2 separate regions of the Mus musculus genome follow, and region 2 is linked to region 1. Evidence: chromatin contacts called from public HiCAR-type data. All regions are on one chromosome and are shown on one strand. The core of a region is the stretch at or near the end of the contact, and the rest is flanking DNA. Distances in the headings are between cores, read along the strand shown.

The links. HiCAR-type assays count read pairs that join an accessible place to other places.
Region 2: a contact with region 1 is called in a HiCAR-type map of astrocytes, with 2.3 times the contacts expected there. The contact joins two enhancer-like sites. A contact is called at or near these places in 5 of 39 promoter capture datasets (the C10 cell line, hippocampal neurons, liver and 2 more), 1 of 484 Hi-C or Micro-C datasets (memory CD8 T cells), 11 of 115 datasets of contacts at active chromatin or transcription factors (the SCID.adh cell line, astrocytes, embryonic brain and 6 more) and 3 of 9 other capture datasets (embryonic stem cells, liver and pancreatic islet).

Annotation. Positions count from the first base shown.
Region 1 is chr4:106,775,567-106,781,346 of GRCm38.p6, reverse strand. The region is part of intron 1 of Acot11 (acyl-CoA thioesterase 11); the gene reads left to right. Among named protein-coding and RNA genes, the nearest start is that of Acot11, 21 kb to the left of the region's middle. Within about 2 kb of position 2,671, at least 153 of the 459 cell types and tissues checked have an H3K27ac peak or open chromatin away from gene starts, as enhancers often do. A contact at or near this core is called in astrocytes and stem cell-derived neural progenitor cells, where this site is marked.
Region 2 is chr4:107,242,365-107,248,144 of GRCm38.p6, reverse strand. It overlaps Lrrc42 (leucine rich repeat containing 42), which reads left to right. Exons shown (of 8, transcript NM_029985.2): 2 at 365-851; 3 at 4,806-4,937. The coding sequence starts at 379. Among named protein-coding and RNA genes, the nearest start is that of Lrrc42, 8.3 kb to the left of the region's middle. Within about 2 kb of position 3,689, at least 39 of the 459 cell types and tissues checked have an H3K27ac peak or open chromatin away from gene starts, as enhancers often do. A contact at or near this core is called in astrocytes and stem cell-derived neural progenitor cells, where this site is marked.

The sequences.
Region 1 (5,780 bases), core at 1,422-3,921:
GTGATTTTGGGTTTAGCTATCCCAGTGGGCTCACTAGCCTTAGGCGTTTGGCAGATATAGAAACTGAGATGAGAGTGGCCCGTTCAGGTCTCATGGGGTTGATGTGCCGGGAAAGGCATTTATATTCAGCTCCAGGAGGCCAAGTGGCAGGGCTGGAGACAGCACCTGAGGCTGGGATCGGAGGGGCAGAAAGAGAGTGCTTGTCCCTATCCTAGCCTTCCTTTCCTTCTTCTCCATATTGAGTTCAGGTCTTTCTCCCCCTCTCCACCCCAAGAAGCCCAGTAAGAGCTCAGAAGTAAGGCAAACCCAATGCCTGCACATGTAGCAGTCCGATCAGCTCCTGTCAGCCTCTCGTGGGGGACCCAGGGCCCGAGGCTTTGTTCTTTCATCTGTCACTGACTGTGTGACTTGGAGGTCATTTTCTTCACTTCTCTGAGTTTCTGCCCTTCTTACATCTAGGGCTTGCAGAAATGCTGGGGAGAGCTACCCATGGTCTTCGCTGTTGGGCTTGGGATGACTGAAGAGCCACCATGCAGAAGCCGTGTGCCTTTTCTCCTCCGTGCTTTGTTTGTCAGTAGAGGTGGATGCTGTGCAGGGAAGATAATGACAATATGGGAACACCTAACTCGGGCCCTGACACTTAAGCTGGCATGGAGGAAGTGCTTGACCAAAAAGCACTGGTTAACTTCTCTACCCTTCCCAGACTTGAAACATGTAGTGCTAGCAAGAAGTCTAGATGCTTGCTTGGCTCCTGGGTACAGATAACATTGAAGCCTGGTGGTCTAGACCGTAGGAAGCCTGGAGGAACTGTCCTCTGGGCTCCTTCCTTCGAATCCCTCTTTTGGGATTGGAAACCACAATACTCACTTTTGCCTGGTCTGATGGGAGGACCTTACCTCCTGGTTTCTTAACTTGATTTGTTTGCATTCTTGCTCTCAATCTGTGTTCTGTGGGGTGTGTATGTGCGTTCTTCTCTCTCTCTTTCTGTGTGTGTGTGTGTGTGTGTGTGTGTGTGTGTGTAGCTGGGATCTCTGAGAGGCTGGGGCCATGGCCTCCTTTGTATCCAGTTTAGGCAACATCATTACATGGCTCAGTGCGGCCGGTTTCAGACAATGAGGCCTTTCATGGGGCCTGCCTGTGGCTCCCAGGGTGGGCCAGAGGGCTCTCTTCCCACCTCCTTGTGGGATGCCATTATAGCTCTCCATGGGGCCTTGGCAGAGACAGGATGGGGGAGGGGAGGGCAGGGAAGAACTCTTGACTGTAGACTGTGTCAGGGATTGAAGCTCTGCCTTGTGGTTCAGGGGACCACAGATCGCTGGTGTTTTAGATTCTCCCAGCCTCCCTCCTGGAGGAGATGATAACAATCTCCTAACCCCTGCCCTGGGTTGCCCTGTGGCCCTGCTATCTTCGTGGTAGAAAGGACAGCATCTGACTTAGTTTCATAGTGCTAAAAGTAAGTGCTCAACAAATGTCCTCCATGGATGGAGGATGCCAGGGGTGTTTCATGCTTGATCTCCTTAGTGCCATCCCTTTGATAACCCTTGGAGGCAGGTATTATAATCTTTGTTGTTGTTGTTTTGAGACAGGGTCTCTCTATGTAGACTTGGATGCCCTGGAACTTGCTATGTAAACCAGGTTGGCCTTGAACTCATAGAGATTTGTCTGCTTCTGCCTCCCAGTGATAGGATCAGAGGTGTGTGTCACCAGGCCTGGCTTAGGATCGATCCTCTTTCTATGGGCAAGGAAACTGAGTTTGAACAGCTTGCCTGAGATTGTACAGGTTCAAAATATAACTGCACTCGAGCCTAAGCCAAGGGGCCCCAGCACTTGTTTCATGATGAGTTACTTCAAGGGTTCCTAAGCCAGTGACTCCCTTCAGGATAGTCCCTTGCCATAGGACTGCTTCTGCAGAGTGGTCCCATAAACTCTGGGTTTCCTGTCCCCACTAACCACTGTAGGGCGTTCCTTTCTGCAGGGCTTTTCAGGACTAAAAGGAACCCCCTTGGCTTGGCCTTCAGGCACCCAACAGCATCTGTCTCCTGTCTTCCCTCTGCATCCGATAGTCTTGAGTGAGGAATGTGCCTGGTGGGGACTGCTCTTTAGGAAGGGCAGAGTGCCACAAGAAGACCTGTGGCAGGGACGTTGTGAAGATCTGATTAGGTCTCCCTGGAAGGCAAGGCACAGCAAGTGGCTGTGGTTGTGGGCTTTAAGTGGAGTCTGAGAATGGCCAGTAGAGCGTGGGGGCCTGAGGTCAGGCTGTGGAAACATGTACAGTTAGACATACAGGGCCCAGAGTGGGCAGATGGTGGGCAGGACTGGAGGAGTTGAGATCACCAAGACTTGGCTACTTGGACCATGGAGGAAATAGAGGGGAAGCCGTTAGGTTGCTTAGCAGCAACCCTGGCTCCTGAAGGTTTCTATTGGCTCCTCATCTGGGTATCACTGGGCAGCCTTAGTGTCTCAAATCTCACTGTAGAGGGTTTGGGCAATGAGGTCTCTTCTGCTCTGACCCAGTGGGGCGACACAGGCCAGGAGGATGGAAACCAACCAAGTCCATGGCATGGTCAGCTGGGGTCAGGACTAAAATCTGGCCAGGTTTGGGTGACCTGGGGCCAGTGTCTGGCATAGCTGTAGTCAGGGAAGGCCTGGCTCTGACCTCTACATGCCCGCCCTCCCTCCCTGTCAGCTGTCTTGGCCCTGCTTGCCTGGCTCTGACTTCATCCCAGGCTTCTGCAGTCTTGGGAGGAGTGGCCATGCTCTAATGTCCCCATTGGCTAAAGCTTTCCTGGCTGTACACATTCCTGCCTCCTGCTGGCTGGCTGCCCATCTTGGCTCTGGGAGTGAGCAGATTACCACAGAGCTCAAGGAGAGAGTAAAGTCTGAGACATTTATGCAATAGTAATTGGAGGGCCCGATCCTGTGGCCTGGGCATTAGCCTGGGGTTCTGCACACTTCTTTTTGCAGAGTAGGGGGACATAGGAATAAGTTCCTCTGCTTGCCTCAGGCAGGCACTCAGCCCTGCTCACCGAAGCGTGGCATTTCTGTTTCACAGGGTGATGACCCCCATGGCTTTTCACTGGAAACTAGGCAGGTCAGAACTCAGGCTAGAACCCAGAATCTTAGATCTAGGGCTTGGCTCAGGGAAGGAAGGGCCTTTCTTTGAAATCGCAGTGTCTGGGGGACAGGATGGGATTTGTACTTAAGTCTGGTCCTGTTTGTCTCTTGGCTGAGGTCTTACTGTATATAGGCTCAATGCATCTTGTGTCCTTGGCATTTGACTTAGGGCCCAGTATGCAGAAGAGGTGCTTGTCAAATGAATGATTGATTGATTGATTGATTGAATGAATGAACGAAAAGAGCCACAATGTCATTAGTCCTGTCTTTAGACATTATGGAGTCCGAAGGGATGGCCACACTCCAGCACTGTGTGTGTGTGTGTGTGTGTGTGTGTGTGTGTGTGTGTGTGTGTGTGTGTGTGTGTCTCAGGATTGAAGCAGAGGAGCAGGGGAGTCTGGATCCCAAGTGCTGACTACTGGCCCGGGCTTAGCTGTTCTCAGTTTCTTCATCTGTGAGATGGGCCATGATCCCTGATCTCTGCATTCCTGGTAAGCATCCTGTGTGACCAAGGATGTGGTAATTCAGGATACCGTGTGGGCATATGGGTCTTTGCTGTGTTCCCCACAGGGGCTTCTTTTGTTTTCCCATCTATCCTCTGCCTCCAGCCTCCTGCATTTCCTCAGCTCTCTCAGGGCTTCTGTCTAGAATAGCTGTTCTCACCCGTGGGTCATGACCCCTTTGGGGTTCCACCAACCCTCTCACAGGGGTCAAATATCAGATGTCCTGCATATCAGATATTTACATGACATTTCATAACAGTAGCAAAATTACAGTTATGAAGTAGCATTGAAATAATTTTGTGGTTGGGGGGTCACTATAATATGAGGAACTGTATTAAAGGGTTGCAGCATTAGGAAGGTTGAGATCACTGGTCTAGAATGTTCTACGAGCTTCTCACCCTGTGAATAATGTGGGAAAACAGAATCTACCTTCCCTCTTCTCTGAGCAACCACACCCAGAAATCCAGCCACCTGCATCAACATCCATGCAGGCTCCGGGTGCACAGCCAGGCTGGGGCTGCCTTTGGCAGTGGTTTCCATGGCAACAGGACCTGCTGCTTCAAGTGTAGCAGCCTTTAGGCTGCCTTTGAGAGCCTAAAAGATGGATAGCTGTCTGGTGTGGACTCCCACCCAGGCCAAGAGTTCCTAGGTGCTCTCCTCCTCTCCTACACGGTCCAGCAACTGTGCATGCTGCCCAGGGACTCTTCCTGTCTGTTCTTCCTTCCTTCCTTTCTTTTTTTTGTATGCTTTTTCTTTTCTCCTTTCCTTCCTTCTTCCTTTCTTTCTTTCTTTCTTTCTTTCTTTCTTTCTTTCTTTCTTTCTTTCTTTCCTTTCTTCTTCCTCCCCTTCCTCCTCCTCCTCTTCCTCTTTCTTGAGACAGGGTTCTCTGTGTAACCCTGTCCATCCTAAAACTGTAGATCAGACTGGTCTCAAACTCACAGATCTGCCTGCCTCTGCCTCCCAAGTACTCAGGGATTCTTGGAAGAGGCTGCATCTCTGGGAGGCACAGCAGTTCTGGGTTAGAGAGGCCCAGCTTGTCTCTATCATCCTAGTAGTCATGGGCTTTGAATGAGTTACCCTGGATCTTTTGAAGTCAACAGGTTAGCTGCAGGACCCTTATAAGAGACTGTGGCCCACCAGCCAGCTGTGCCCTCATCCCACTGTGAGCTGAACTAGGCTCATACCTGTCCCTGTCTTGTGAACACTTTGTGCTGCTGCTCCAAGGACCCGGGCTTTAGCCTCCTCTTGCCCTAGGAGACCCTGGGGGCCATGTGTATAGCTCCCAGGAACAAGTTCCTGACCAGATCCCTGGGACTGCAGTTGGGCTTTGCCTTTGACTCCAGCCTCAGTTTCCTTGTCTGTGACATGATGGTAATGAGCACCTGCCCCACAAGTCTGTTGTTGGAATAGAACTAGATTTATACATGTGAAGCACTTCAGAGAGTATGCAGCACTTAGGAGCTATGATAACACGCTGTGACTAACCACAGCTGACAGCCACCATTGGCCAGGAGAACTGGAACCCCACCCCCATTCTTTTTTTTTTTTTAAAGATTTATTTATTTATTTATTTTATGTATAAATACATGTATATGTATATGTATTTTATGTATAAATACATGTATAAATACATTCCCAATGGTTGTTGGGAATTGAAGTTTTAGGACCTCTGCTCGCTCCGGTCAATCAATTCCACTCGCTTCGACCCAAAGATTTATTATTATTATATATAAGTACACTGTAGCTGTCTTCAGATGCGCCACAAGAGGGCATCAGATCTCATTACAGGTGGTTGTGAGCCACCATGTGGTTGCTGGAATTTGAACTCAGGACCTTTGGAAGAGCAGTCAGTGCTCTTACCCGCTGAGCCACCTTGCCAGTCCCCCAACCCCTATTCTTTTTCACAAGTGCAGGTGTGCCAAGCACTGGAGCACACTTCTGACTAGGGAGAAAGACAGAGATAGGACAACAGGTCTCTCTCTCATCAGAGGGGCTGCCAGGCATGTCCTTGCTTCTGCCTGGAGAGTAAGAAAGGGTTTGCCAAGCGTGAAGCCCCTATATCTCATATGTGGGATCCAGAACTTTCTCTGTTGTTTCTTCCGCTGGGTCAGGTGACTGACTACCCAGAGCTCCATGGTCTGTAGACTTGAGCAGTGAAGACGC
Region 2 (5,780 bases), core at 2,440-4,939, 470 kb before region 1:
TAGGACTCAGTGTTGGGCATTTAGTTGATGCTCCTCGTTGCTCTGCTAACATAAGCTGTGCTGCTGTGAGTCTACTTTGAAAAGAATTGTTGCTGGCATTTTTTTGTAAATTCTGGGTGAATTCTCCAAATGAAATTTGAGCTCAAAGTTCTGAAAGATGAGTAGATTACTAAATAGGTGAGAAAAATGCAAAAGAGGCACTTCAGGTAAAAACAGTAGAACAGCCTCATAGTGACAAAGTTCTCAGCAACTGGTGAGTCTTGCTTTCCTGGTAGTGGTAGGATCATAAAGCTGTGGGCACAGCAAGGTGAAGCTGCAGATGACATTCTAATTGGATTTGCCTCCACACACCTTGCTTTTACAGTTGCAACCAAGGCAATGGCTTACTACCTCAACTCAGAAGCCCACCTGGATCCAGGGCCCATCTATGTTCGAGAAAATGGGCAGCTACACATGGTCAACCTGGCTCTGGATGGTGTTAAAAACAGCCTGCAGAAGCCACGACCATTCAGACTCTTTCCCAAAGGCTTTTCCGTGGAGCTGTGCATGAACAGGGAAGACGACACTGCACAGAAAGAGAAGACCGATCACTTTATCTTCACGTACACCCGAGAGGGGAATCTGCGATACTCTGCTAAGTCCCTCTTCAGTCTGGTGCTGGGCTTCATCTCCGACAATGTTGATCACATTGATTCCCTCATCGGCTTTCCTGAGCAGATCGCTGAGAAGCTGTTCTCTGCTGCTGAAGCCAGACAGAAATTCACAGAGCCAGGGGCAGGGCTCAGGGCGTTACAGAAGTTCACTGAGGCCTACGGGAGTCTGGTGCTGTGCTCGCTGTGCTTGCGAAACAGGTGGGTGGTAGTATTCTCTCTCGTTAGCTAGTGAGTACTTGAGTGGATGTTTAGCCTGTCAAGCCCCGGGCCTTAGTGGGCTCATAAGCTCTACCATCAGATAGTACTTTCAATTTTGAACTTACACATTTAAAGTACAGGTCATTTTGAGGGGGGCTAGGGAAGCAGGAGGGGGATCAGTAACTTTTTCTCTCTTCATCTCATAGACAATATTTAGCATTATTTTGAAAATGTTCTGTAAGGATTAGCTTGGCTACCGCCGCTTTTCCAATAGATAAAAATACTTGGCAACCAACTTCTCTCTTTTTCCCTTTGAGATATGGTCTTGCAATATTGCCCAGGCTGGTAGAGAACAACTAGGCTCACCAGGTGATGGTAGTCCACACCTTTAATCTCAGCACTCGGGAGACAGAGGCAGGTGGATCTCTGAGTTTGAGGCCAGCCTGGTCTACAGAACAATTTCCAGGACAGCCAGGGCTACACAGAGAAATGCTATCTCAAACAAAAACAAACAAACAAAAAGGACACAAACTGTTCTGTTCTCCCCCTCAACTTTTAGGTATAGGCATATACCGTCTTGCTCCCTTGGAGCTCTTTTCACTCGTAAGAGAATACAGGAAATTTATGACCTGCCAAATATCTCTTGATATAGCCTTGGGAATGTTAAGATTAGTACTCAGAATTCTTGGTCCTGTTTCAGTTTTAAGAACACTAGATATTGACTGTTAGATTAAAAGGTAACATTTTTAAAATGCATGATTAAAATTTCAAACATCCTGAAGTTTGGAAATGCTCAGAGAAGTCCCCAGCACCCCAGCGTGTCTCCTCACAGAGCAGACTTTTCCTTGTTACTCATTTGCCTTTGCTCATGCACTTTTTGTATTTATTTAAAATAATTATTTCATTATCATTTAAGAAAACTTTGAGAACATCTACTACTTTTAAAAAAGTAAAAATGACCCTGGCAAACAGTTCAAACCTCCTGTTTCCTTTCCCAGAGCCCAACCACTTTTTTTTCTCATTCCAGAGATACTTTGAACATTTACATCTCTGTGGCTTTCCAGTTTGTCAAACTGGCAGTGTGGATGCCTACATGTTTTATATACTACGAACCTTTCTTTGTACACACAATTTGAAAATCATTTGTAATCAATATTGTAGACTTAATTTTATAATGTACCACCTGAACTTTTTTATGATTAAAAGGCAGTTTTGCATTAATTCATTTTTTGTGTGTGTGATACTGAAGATCCAATCCAGGACCTAATAATACTAGGATAGTGTTCTCTCTGAGCCACATTCCCCAACCCACCAGTTTACCGTTCAGATGAATAATAAATACAACCTATAAAATGAAGCCAACAGCACGCCTTTAATCCTAGTACTCAGGCAGAGGTAGGTGGATCTGAGTGTGAGGCCAGCCTGCTCTACAGAGTGAGTTCCAGTACATCCAGGGCTACAGAGAACCCCCCCCCCAAAAAAAAGAGAGGCCAAACAAGATGTATACTATAAAAGAGAAAGCAATAACAGAAAATATAAAACTCATAAAACAGGAAGAAAAGCGTAACTAGTCTTTATTTAATTGGTTTGTGGAGTTAATGAATTCACCCCAGGTCAGGTTGCATATGTTGCTTTAAAAGGATTAGGCCAGAGGACACCGAGCAGAACCTTGGACTTGCACAAAGCAGGCATTTCCTGAAAATTATGTGTGCTGTAGCCTACATGGGATTGCTGCCAATGAAAGGAAAACACTTATCTTGCTGAATGACAAAGCCAGTTTATTTAACATTTTATCCCTCCACCTCCCTTCTTCCTTCCTTGGTAGGATCTTGTACTAGCTCAGGTTGGCCTTATACTGTCAAACTCCTGCTCAGCCTCCTGGGTGCTATGATAGGCATGGGCAACCTTGCCATGCCTCACTCCTTACTTTATTCCAAGTTAGAGGGGTGAAAAGCAGAATTATGTATAAAGACTCCATATTTGAGAATATATAAAACTAAAATGAAAACTTTACAGTTCTACCACAGTATTGATGTTCAAAAACATACTTTCCCTCATTAGACTGCGTGCTCTACAGCTGGTGTTCTGCTTTCCTGCTTTCTCCATTATCTTTACAGTCTAAAGAGTTCCCATGCTTTTGAAAATGCTGTTTGTCCCTAATATTCTATAGTCTCATTGGTTAGATTGTGATAATAACACTTTAATTCACATTTGATGAGCATATTAATAATGTAAGCAGCTGCAGTAACAAAACAATACGTGAGTGTAACATTTCTGGGAAGTAGTTTGCAGTGTGTATTCTTTTTTGCAGCTTGTCTTCCAAATGACCTCTGAAGACCCAAACGGTAAAGAAACAACAGAATACACACAGATATTTTAGTGCAAATCAGACCTGAGATTGAATTCTTTTTATTTTATTGTGGGAGAAGCAGCAGAGACAGAGACAGGTGGGGGAGGGAGTGAGAGGAGACAGCTCTCTCTCCCCACTTTATGTGAGCTGTCAACCTCAGGTTGTCAGGCTTGAATCATTGGGAGCTGCCACTCTACCTGCCTCAGCCTTGTGCCCTAGATTAGCATCTAGTACTGTCTGTGCCAGTCCTCAGCCTTGAGTTCCGTGATGTTTTTTAATCACATCACACAGTATTATGTTCTTCAACTTAATTTCAGAGTTACTAAAAATTCTTTGGTAATTGATCAAAGGATGTGTGTTTTCCTTTCTCTAATTGCCAGTAACCCCCTAAATCCCCACTAACACTTCAGAACTGAGATCAGAAGGTAGAAAGCAGCTTTATTTTCAGTGCAGCTACAATAGTCTGGGTAAGTTATGTTTACTCATGTACCCAGCTGAGCTCTGTCTCCAGGCAGTTTAAACTTTTCCATTTAAAAAGAGTCCCAGCACCTCAGCCCACTTACCTAGTAGGCAAGTTGTCGCTTTAACAGTAATAATTTCATTTGGTTATAGGAAGGAAAGAGCTCCGCCATTCTTCCCTTCTGATTAGCCATCCTTTTTTTGACCGTTAAACTCCTGCAGAGTAAGAGAGCTGTGCTCTCACTAATCCCAGCACATTCTTCTGCTGCAGACATCCCAGGCTTCCAGAGGAAAGTGGATGAGAAGTGGATGCTCTGGCCACTGTCAGGCCTCCCTAGTATCCTAGGAACCTCTTCTCTCCTGTTCGCTCACACCTAATCCCTTTCATGTTTTCCTGTTGACCTCATTAGAAATAGATGAACAAGTAGAAGGCAGAGCAGAGCCCAGCCAGGCTGTGGAATGTCATTTTGATCTGTTCCTCTCCAGAGGCCTCCCTGATGCTTCCTGATAACAGCTTGGCAAGGTGCTCCAGTGTAATTAAGTCACTTATGTTCATAGTTTGCCTTAATAAGCATCTAAATGAGAGTCATGCTGTAGCATACTTTCAGGGTAGTTAGGGCAACAGAGCCAGTGGTGTGGACGGGTGCTCAGGCTTGAGCTTCAGTAGAAAGAGAAAATGCGATGTGCTAGGTGGTTTTTTAAATACCTTTTAGTATATGCAGATTAGAGTGTGGGCTCATGCTTGTAATTGAAACAGGAGACTTTTAATCAAGTCCAGCCTAGACTACAGAGTAAGGCCCTTCCTCAAAAAAGGAAAAAAGCAAAAAAAAAAAAAAAAAAAAAAAGAGAGAGACAGTGTGTAAGTTTGGAAATCCCCAGGTAAAGCCCAGCTACCGCCAAGGTCTGATTAATGACAGACAGGATTTTTAATTGACTTGCCTTTGCTCAGACTCTTCTGTTTGTTGGTGTTGATTCTATCATCTTATACAAAGGGTTTTTTTGAGGTATTTACATGTGATAGAATCAGTGTTATGTGCTTATTTTTGGCCCTTTGGAATAATGTCATGTTGTCTGTGACACAAAGTCACAACCTTAAAGTTTGAAAAGAAGATGACAAGCTATTGATTGCTCTGCACACCGCACAGGTATTTGGTGGTTGCAGAAAAGCTTGAAGAGATCAAGTCTTTCCGGGAGCTGACCCGTCTAGACCTCTCCTGTTGCTGGCTTGGAGATGAGCATGAGCTTCTAGAACACCTCACCAATGAAGCTCTGTCCAGGTACCAGCCCATTGTTGCTTGGAAACATCTTGTTGATTTACTGATTTACTGATTTTTATCTTATGTACAGAGATGGTTTGACTGCATGTATATCTGTGAGGGTGTCAGATCCCCTGAAACAGGAGTTACAGAGCTTTGTAAGCTTTTGTGTGGGTGCTGGGAATTGAACCTGGGCCCTCTAGAAGAGCATCCAGTGCTCCTAACTGCTGAGCCATCCTCCAGGCCCTGTCGTATTTTTAAAAGAACAGTCCAGTAGAATCATTTTAAGGAATGTCACTTACTTTCCTGTATTATTTACTAAAATTTTTTTTCTAAAAACACTTTCAACTTTTGTTCATTTGGTATAGCAGTATAGATTGGAAAGCTCTTAGGAAAGATAATTTATTTGTTCTCTTTTCTAAATAACCTTATTTTTTTTGGTTTTGGTTTGTTTGTTTTTGTTTTTTTTTTTTTCGAGACAGGGTTTCTCTGTATAGTCCTGGCTGTCCTGGAACTCACTTTGTTGACCAGGTTGGCCTCGAACTCATAAATCCGCCTGCCTCTGCCTCCCGAGTGCTGGGATTAAAGGCGTGTGCCACCACGCCCGGCTTTGGTTTGTTTTTTCAAGACAGGGTTTCTCTGTGTAGCCCTGGCTGTCCTGGAACTCACTCTGTAGACCAGGCTGGCCTTGAACTCAGAAATCCGCCAGCCTCTGCCTCCTAAGTGCTGGGATTAAAGGCATGCACCACCATGCCCGGCTAAATAACCTTTCTTGTTTTGTTTGTTTGTTTATTAGTTAAAGCATTTCTTTGTGTAACAGAACCCTAGCTATCCCAGAACTTACTCTGTAGATCAGGCTGGCCT